Linked DNA regions of Oncorhynchus mykiss: region 1 is linked to region 2. A link is a contact called in public Hi-C data. All regions are on one chromosome and are shown on one strand. Each heading gives the region's core, a stretch centred on a gene start, on an enhancer-like site or on the middle of the called end of the contact. The rest is flanking DNA. Distances are from core to core; before and after follow the strand shown.

Evidence for each region. A called contact is a pair of places that touch in the nucleus more often than the background predicts.
Region 1: a contact with region 2 is called in a Hi-C map of blood, with 6 times the contacts expected there. The contact joins the promoter of cwf19l2 here to the promoter of stim1a in region 2. A contact is called at or near these places in 2 of 3 Hi-C or Micro-C datasets (blood and liver).

The regions. Positions count from the first base shown.
Region 1 is chr27:34,967,707-34,972,111 of USDA_OmykA_1.1, forward strand. It overlaps cwf19l2 (CWF19-like protein 2), which reads left to right and starts at 2,814. Exons shown (of 19, transcript XM_036965014.1): 1 at 2,814-2,945. The coding sequence starts at 2,853.
Region 2 is chr27:34,817,628-34,822,447 of USDA_OmykA_1.1, forward strand. It overlaps stim1a (stromal interaction molecule 1a), which reads right to left and starts at 2,086. Exons shown (of 13, transcript XM_021588397.2): 1 at 1,502-2,086; 2 at 819-942. The coding sequence starts at 930. It overlaps LOC110507199 (rho-related GTP-binding protein RhoG), which reads left to right and starts at 3,994. Exons shown (of 3, transcript XM_036965162.1): 1 at 3,994-4,128.

The DNA.
Region 1 (4,405 bases), core at 1,564-4,063, 150 kb after region 2:
TATTGTAAATAATAAAGATTGAAAAACATAATGGCCTTCAAATTAATGAGGAAAGTGTCTGTTTGATTTCCTTCACTCCAAATGTATGTATTTAGTTTTAAGTGTTAGAAAAAGCCCCAGGATGTTGAAAGGGAATGGTAACCTTGAAATACACTACATGACCAAAAGTATGTGGACATCTTATTCCAAAATCATTGTCATTAATATGGAGTTGGTCCCCCTTTGCTGCTTGGGAAGGCTTTCCACTAGATGCTGGAACAGACTTGCTTCCATTCAGCCACAAGAGCATTAGTTCAGGCACTGATGTTGGTGGATTAGGCCTGGCTCGCAGTCGGCGTTCCAATTCATCCCACAGATGTTGGATGGGGTTGAGGTCACGGCTCTGTGCAGGCCAGTCAAGTTCTTCCACACCAATCTCGACAAACTATTTCTGTATGGACCTCACTTTGTGCATGGGGGCATTGTCATGCTGAAACAGGAAAGGTCCTTCCCCAAACTGTTGCCACAAAGTTGGAAGCACAGAATTGTCTAGAATGTCATTGTATACCTTCGCATTAAGATTTCCCTTCACTGGTACTTAGGGGCTTAGCCCGAACCATGAAAAACAGCCCCAGAACATTATTCCTCCTCCACCAAACTTTACAGTTGGCACTATACATTCGGGCAGGTAGCGTTCTCCTGGCATCTGCAAAACCCAGATTTGTTCGTCGGACTGACAGATGGTGAAGCGGGATTCATCACTCCAGAGAACGCGTTTCCACTGCTCCAGAGTCCAATGTCAGCAAGCTTGACACTTCTCCAGCCGACGCTTGGCGTGGGGCATTAAATATCTTAGGCTTGTGTGCTGCAGCTCAGCCATGGAAACGCATTTTATGAAGCCCTCGACGAACAGTTCTTATCCTGAGGTTGATTCTAGAGGCAGTTTGGAACTCGGTAGTGAGTGTTGCAACAGAGGACAGACGATTTTTACGCACTACACGCTTCAGCACTCGGCGGTCCCGTTCTGTGTGCTTGTGAGGCCTATCACTTCGCGACTGAGCCGTTGTTGCTCCTAGATGTTCCCACTTCACAATATCAGCTGTTACAGTTGACAGCTCTAGCAAGGCAGACTTTTGGTGAACTGACTGGTTGTAAAGGTGGTATCCTATGACGGTGCCACGTTGAAAGTCACTGAACACTTCAGTAAGGCCATTTTACTACCAATGTTTGTCTTTGGAGATTGCATGGCTGTGTGCTCGATTTTATACACCTGTCAGCAACGGTTGTGGCTGAAATAGCAGAATCCACTAATTTAAAGGGGTATAGTGTATTTGTGTCTTTGTAACATCTGAATAGTTCACTTTACAAAGGTTTCATACCTCCCTTAGACTGAAGAATTTGGTGTTATAGAAACTTTCGTTTTGGGGTAAACTATTCCTTAAGTACCCTTCATTGCCAAGCTGAGTCACTGTAAGTTCTGGTATTTTTAGTGCAGTGTGTTGGTCTGCTGCTGCTGCCATTGCTTCCCAATGCCAGACTAATTCATCTCAATGAGGGCGGTACCAGACAATCACAGAGAGAGGGGCCCCAAATGTCCAGCTGATCAAAAACTGTATGCTCCTCTCTCTCCTCTCTGTCTCTGTCTCTCTCTTGCTCGCTGTCTCCATCTCTCCTCTCCGTCCCTCCCCTTTCTGCTGTTTACTGGGATTGTCGTGGTCACTACACTGCCTCTCTATCACTTTTCTGTTCACTGTTCTATCACTGTTTACTGGGATCGTCGTGGTCACTACACTGCCTCTCTATCACTTTTCTTCCCTCTCCCATCCTCCTCTGTCTTGCTCCTTACTTCACTCTCCCTCTCATTCCCCTATCACTCCCCTCCATATCTGCTACTGCATGGTCCCTGAGCAGCCTGAGTATCAGTATTCAGGAACACATTTGTGCTGTCAGGGAGTCTGGCTCTCTGTAGACAGCACCTGAAATGGACATACGCACCCAACACACTCACACACCCCAATCATAATGAGATAAGGTCCAACAGACAAGTTAAATAGCTGAATGGATCTCGGGGTAATGGGCTCTTGTTCGTGGCAGTGACGGTATCTCAAAGCAGCCCCGTGATAATTGAGAAATGGCTCCCGGTAAATTACCTCTGGGACTGTCTGAGTCCACCGGGACTGAAAAAACAGTTATGTAGTTAAAAGGAGGCTGGAGTCTACCATACCTAGTGTTTTATCTGGCTATTGATTGTTGTGCTGCTGCTGTTGTCTGCCTCAGATAGGCACTTGACATTTTCAGAAAATTAAAGGTGGTTAGATGTCTGCCTGCCCACAGTGTATTGATCAAATAGATAGTGACATCAAGACAACATCATTGCAATACATTCCTATTCATTATAGGCCATTTTGCATCTTGGCCTTGTCATAGGCAGGCCAATACTGTATAGTCCCTTTTCCTTTAGCCTACCCAGCATAACACACTGGAGCCACCACAGAACGAGAATTACATTTTAATTATATGAGAGCTACACTATATCCCATCTCTCAAGTAGTGCTCTGCAGACACAGTGAGATTGAGAACAGAGAAAACGTTAAATGAAGGCCTAAAAGAGGGGGGATTGAACCTTGCAGTTATTCGATGAGTGCACTGCCCTACTACCTGTACAATAATTTTCCAGGTAATCCAGGTTGGTTTTTATATCGGTTTGTTCACACGTTCACAAAATACAACTGTATTTCTATCTATTTAAAAAAAAACTTTTTATTTGTTTGTACGATCCAATGCAGTGGACTACATTAACCAGAAACAATGTATTTTCAGGTCTCGTAAATATTTTTGCGACAGTTGATGGAAGCACATTTAACGGCAGTGTTATGGCGACGCACGGAGGCAGTTTTGAAAGTGTTAACAGCATCGAAGTCCGAAAAGAATACAAACGTAAAGCCAGGGAGGAGGTTATTCAGAAGGTACATATGTGTGCTTTATAATTAGATACTAGTCTACATGCGCAATGTAAGATACGTTGATATAACGCCAGTACAAAAGCCAAGTGTATTGCTGCAACGACTAGTTGAATGCTAACAAATAGCTAGCCTGAAGGTCTGCCATACGACTTAGTTAGCTAGGTTTGTGATGCATTTTCTACAATATTTGCAATTGGTACATATACGTATGTTCAATATTATACAGTGATAATAAGTCGTTTGAATAATGCTATTACATACTAGCTAGTACAGCATATATGTGTAGCTAGCTAGCTAGCTATCTTAGCCAGTTCGCTAGCAAACATCAAAACAGTGAGAGGAAGTCACATGGTCCTTGCTAGTAGGGATCATTGGGACGTCTCCCCACCCCACTCACTGAAGTTGAACATTAAAATGGGTTAGGGACTTCCGAAGGAACCCGGATAGCACGAACCAGAGTCACATGGCTGGCTGGCTAGCTACTGTACCTATTTCGTCTTAGCTAAGCTAACTACCTTTAAACGTGTGTTAGAACTATACAGTCGAACACTGCTGACTTAAGTATTTGTAGAAACTAGTTAACATTACTTGCATTCATTTTCAATTCCTTCCCAAGTACATTAACTTGTCCCCTTTTCCCCCCATGGTGGCTTTGCTACAGTACAATGCTGTTATTCTCTCTCTGGTGGTCAGTCAGGTGTGATGTGAATATGGCAAACACTAGGTGGCGAGGTTGTACATAACAGAGCTGGTGCATGCCTCTTTCTGCCTCTATCTACCCACCTCAGGTGATCAAATCAAATGTTATTGGTCACATATGTAACCGATGTGAAATGGCTAGCGTTTCAATCGGTGACGTCACTCGCTCTGAGACCTTGAAGTAATTGTTCCCCTTGCTCTGCTTCGAATGTGGCTGTTGTCGATGTGTGCAGAGGGTCCCTGGTAAGAGACCAGGAAGGGTGAGGAGAGGGACGGAAGCTATACTGTTACACATACACATATTTAGCAGATGTTATTGCTGGTGTAGTGAAATGCTTGTTCCTAGCTCCAACAGTGCAGTAATATCTAACAATTCACAACACTACACACAAATCTAAAAGTAAAGTAATGGAATTAAGAAATATATAAATATTAGGACGAGCAATGTTGGAGTGACATTGACTAAAATATAGTAGATTAGAATACAGTATATACATATAAGATGAGTAAAGCAGTATGTTAACTTTATTAAAGTGTATAGTGTTACATTTTTAAAGTGGCCAGTGATTCAAAGACTATGTATATAGGGTAGCAGCCTCTAAGGTGCAGGATTGGGTAACCGGGTGGTAGTCGGCTAGTGATGGCTATTTAACAGTCTGGTGGCCTTGAGATAGAAGCTGTTTTTCAGTCTCTCAGTCCCAGCTTTGATGCACCTGTACTGACCTCATCTTCTGGATGGTAGTGGGGTGAACAGGTCATGGCTT
Region 2 (4,820 bases), core at 836-3,335:
AGAGTAGTCTTTTAAGCTATTGTTATTCATTTCTAAATGTCTCCATTTTTTAAGAATAGGCCTACAATAGTTAGGGGCCCCTTGGACAGGAAGCATAGCACTACATGATAAATTACAAATGCCACAAGTTCAACATCAACACTGTTCATGTGCAATCATAGGAGCCCTGTATAAACAGTGCTGATAAAATTATGGGCAGGCACCCAGTTCACCCACAGCTGTATAAATATGATATGACTTATTATACATACCCACCCAAAATGGAACAAGAGGAGACTGGTTTGGTCTCAAACTAACAATGAATAGGCTAGGTCTAGCGTACTACTGTAGCCGACGTGAGGCTTAGACACCTATATGATGTTCCTTACAAGTCCCAAACATCTTCAGTGTCACATTGTTTAGTTTACATAACTTATGACAATAGTGTCACACATTCCGTTTTGGAATTATATTGAATGCTGTGGCAAAACTAGTGACGATAAGTAAAAATACATTTTGACTGACTTGTCAAATCGACAAGCAAAAAAAAAAACAATACCAAGATGCCAGACTCCCTGACTTGACTGTGTGCCATGATCACCCGAGGACAGAGCTTAATGGAGAATGCATACCCTAACTATTCTCAGCATGGCTGCATTTAGAGCTGGCACAATTTCTAAATAAATAAAAAAACTGGCACTGGAGATTCTAGTGCACTGATAATGCAACAAAAGTTTACAAGTGACCAATTTTGATCACTTTGTGTATGGAGTATTGTATGAACACACACTTGCAGGCGTGTCATAATGTTTGGACATTTCTCAATGATATTTACATACCTGACACACCATTATCAATATGATGGTGGTCTGAGCTGGCTTGGACCCTCCAACTTTCGCTCAGGAGGCATAAGCATACAATCCACAAGGTCAACGATTTGCTGAAATCCATAATGGAGGTTTGCTAGGAAGAGGGTGGAGAAGAAATGTTTTAGTGACATCTCATATGAATGTATAACGTTAGATACTGTACTAGCCTAGTGATTTAACTATGACTGAACTTCAGATTTCAAACCAATGACTTAGTTATTTTAGATTGTAATAATAATTTAACTAAAAATTGTAAAATGAGATCACATCGGAAACTTTACAAGCAAACTATCATCGGACAAGGAGGATTGGTAGCCCATATCTGGGACATTAACTTGGCTAGTTACTCAGTATAGAAGTCAGATAGGCAGGTAGAGCCTGTACTACAGCCCCTAACAAAAATCAGTGGTTGACTCATGCTAAACATTATCATGAACATAATACTACTAGCAAACAATTAACATGTTTAGCTATTTCAATAAAATCATTACAAGACAATATTAGCTGGATATGGTTCACAAGCAATTATAGCTAACGCGTTAACAGCTAATTAACAATAACAAACGGCTGGCTAACCAACCTTATCAAAACATAAGTAATCGGGTCAGTTGTTCCATGATTTTCTAGGTAGGCATGAAATTGTAGTTTTTTACCTTTCAATACTTCTGCATTTGATGCTCTTATCACAACTCTCGTGGTTACAGTAGAATCAAAGGCACGTCATCAATCGTAGGTCCAAACTGCAAAGAGAAACCCCTCTGTACTCCATGAATAAAGAACTAAATTAGCTGGCTAGCTGCATATGACAAATGATTTTCCGCTCTGTTTAGCCCGCTAATGGCAATCCAAGGCAAGGGCCGAGGTGGTCGAATAACACAGACACTAGGATAAAGATAACTAAGTAACGTAATGGTTCCGGTCCCGTCTTCAGCTAGCTCACCAACCCACTAGCACAGCAGACTTCAGATCATTGTCAGCAGCTAATCATAGCACACGAGCTATACACAATGACAGAACGCGAGCCAAGCCGTCCTCTTACGTCAATTTACTGGATAAAATACACTCGAGTAAAGAAAAAAGTACTTATGATTGATTCAAACACAGAGCGATTGTCATCCACGAACTACATGTCTGCTACAGCTGGTCTCCCCCCCCCGCCCCACACTCAAAAAAGCTTAAACTCTTGGCTTTGGAGCTGACTCGTTCAATTCTCTGGACTTGGTTGCTTCACCTGTGAATCAAGTAATTTTAGTGAATCACTTCCTGTCACGTGTTTTTAGTAATCCTTCAAAATAAGAGTTCCGCCCTGTAAATGGTGTAATCGAATTGTGAAGGTAAAAATATATATATATATATATATATATATATATATATATATATATATATATATACAATATACAATTTACATTGACACCCCTTTTTACCTAAGTAATGCATATATATATATATATATATATATATATATATATATATATATATTGTTGTGGAAAAGTACCTAATTGTTATACTTGAGTAAAAAAATATATATATATATTATTATAGAAAATTACTTAAGTAAAAAGGGGTGTCAATGTAAATTGTCCGTTAGCGATTTTTATTAATAAAGCAGTCTAATGGCTTGGGGGTAGAAGCTGTTGAGGAGTCTTCTGGTCCTACACATGGCTTCAGTACCACTTGCCATGCGGTAGCAGAGAAAACGTTTAACTTTGTTTTAGCATGTGCAGCACCAGGACTTTTAATATTTTGAAGTAGTCAACTGGGTGGGACTTTCGAATTATTTAAGGAAGGATCACATTATTCCATCCAGGTCACCAGGAGGGATCAACTAATGAATTATACTTGTGAAGAAACCATAACTGCAGGTGGCAGTATATCGCCAACCTTGGCCTTATACTTGTTCAAATAAAACACTATAGATGGCAGTGTGCACCCTTTCAGTTTGTTTGCCAACTCATAGAAGTTGTAAAATAAGAAAATGTACTACTTCAAAATGGATATGGCCTCAATGGCGGTGCCTGTGCTCCCAAAGACGCCATATAAGAACAGATACAATGATGCAATGTCTATCTAAGTCTATGGTTAGAGCAGTCATGATGAGCAGCGTATTGGATCCAACGTCACGACTACCGGAAGATCGTTTTGGAAGACTGCTGCCTATGCTGTCCACTTCTTCAATCTGATTGTGACATTATACTTCCACCTAAAGGTGTGTGGATGTAGGCTATTACAACATACGAACGGTGTGGCTCATCGACTCACCAGTTCCACACAACTAAGCTCAAGCATGCCACCTTGAGGCTGTGGGCTACACAACGCTAACAGTAAAACAGTAGGGAGACATACCATCAGGTGGGGGTGGTACATCTTCTGATGATCTTAATACCCCCATCAGAACAAATCTGAGCCTAACTGGGGTAGCCAGTAGGCCTTATCATGCTAAATCCAAACTGTTTATAATACAGCTGCATGATACACCTTGATCTGATAATATATCATAAGCTGATGAATGATACTTCCTCAAATTCTCAGTTTGAAATGCCCAACGCAACCACATGTATATCAATATAAAATCATTTCTGGGTAACAATTAAGCACCTTACTGTAATAGTTCACCATATTTTTTTTTTAAAATAGCCTTTTAGCAACAAAAAAATTCTCAAGCAATAATTTTGCTAGGACCGTCTGGGAGTGGTCTGAAAACTAGCTGTTATTGGCAGAGAGGTTCGGAACTCTCTGTTACTTGTCTATTAACCAATTTACAGACCGGAGATATCACCAGGCAAGTAGAAATCCCCACCCATGCAAACCTACTGATTAGAAGGTCCTGTGTAGATTGTATTTTCAACCAGGAACTATTATCAGGAATAACACTGATAAGAAAAAATCACACGTTTGCAGTGCTAGTTTCATCAGCTGTTGTACAAGATGATAAAACACACAGGAAAAACTAATTTAGACTGCAATGGGCCTCTAACGACGATGTGGTTATTCTTATTCTGTACATTTGAATGTCAAATAAGGTAATTCATTGGGTAACAATTCTATGTAAAAATGCTGTTTAATATTCTACCAGCAACATTTATTTAAAACAATAGCTCAGGCTGTCATGGTGAGAAGACAAACTTCCTCACAGTGCTATTATTGCTCGAGCAGCTTCCTGTTCAGCGAACACTCACACTTCCTCCACTACAGCAACACTTTGCTTGACTACTTTGACGCTCTCAGACAGATTGTAGGCTATATGTTCATACAAACCCTGCCACTGAAGATAGTATGTTTGGTGAGTCTGACTTGTTTTTAACCTTTACATGTTTTTTATGTGCTACTTCTGTATAATAGATATGTAGACTGAGAACACAATCTTACGGAAGCACTTGAGTGACGCAACATAAAGTGAGGTAGCCTACTGCTGTTATAATTTCCAAAGGTGCTATTCTATATCAAAACACTGCAGGCCTACCATAGGCAAGCAATGTTAAAATCCACTATTGTAATACTTATTTGTGACAGTTATTTTGTGTTTAATTTAGCCTGCTCAAAGTTATAACTGTCTCTAGTGATTATATTTGGCTCTTTTTCTATGAAATGATGATGATGATGGTGGTGAAGAACATTCACTGTAATTCATGTTGAAATATTTTCTAATTTCAGGGGTACTATTATTTCCTATTTACACATAGCGCTTTTCTTAATTGTAGCTTAATAATCTAGGTGAATTATATTAGAAAAAGATGTGATCAGAACGCTATGGCCTTGTTGATGGCCTACACTGTGAAATGCACCTATCATAGATATTCAGTGTATAGGCCAATGGTATGTGGTAGTGGTGATATGAATACAAAGGTTTATTGGATTTGAAATAATATCCCCAGTCAGTGTGCAGAGCAGTACATTTCAGTGCTCCCAGTCTCAGGTCCCTGTAGGCTGGGTTGAGCTATATTCACATTTTCTCCAACATTCTCATAAAGTAGT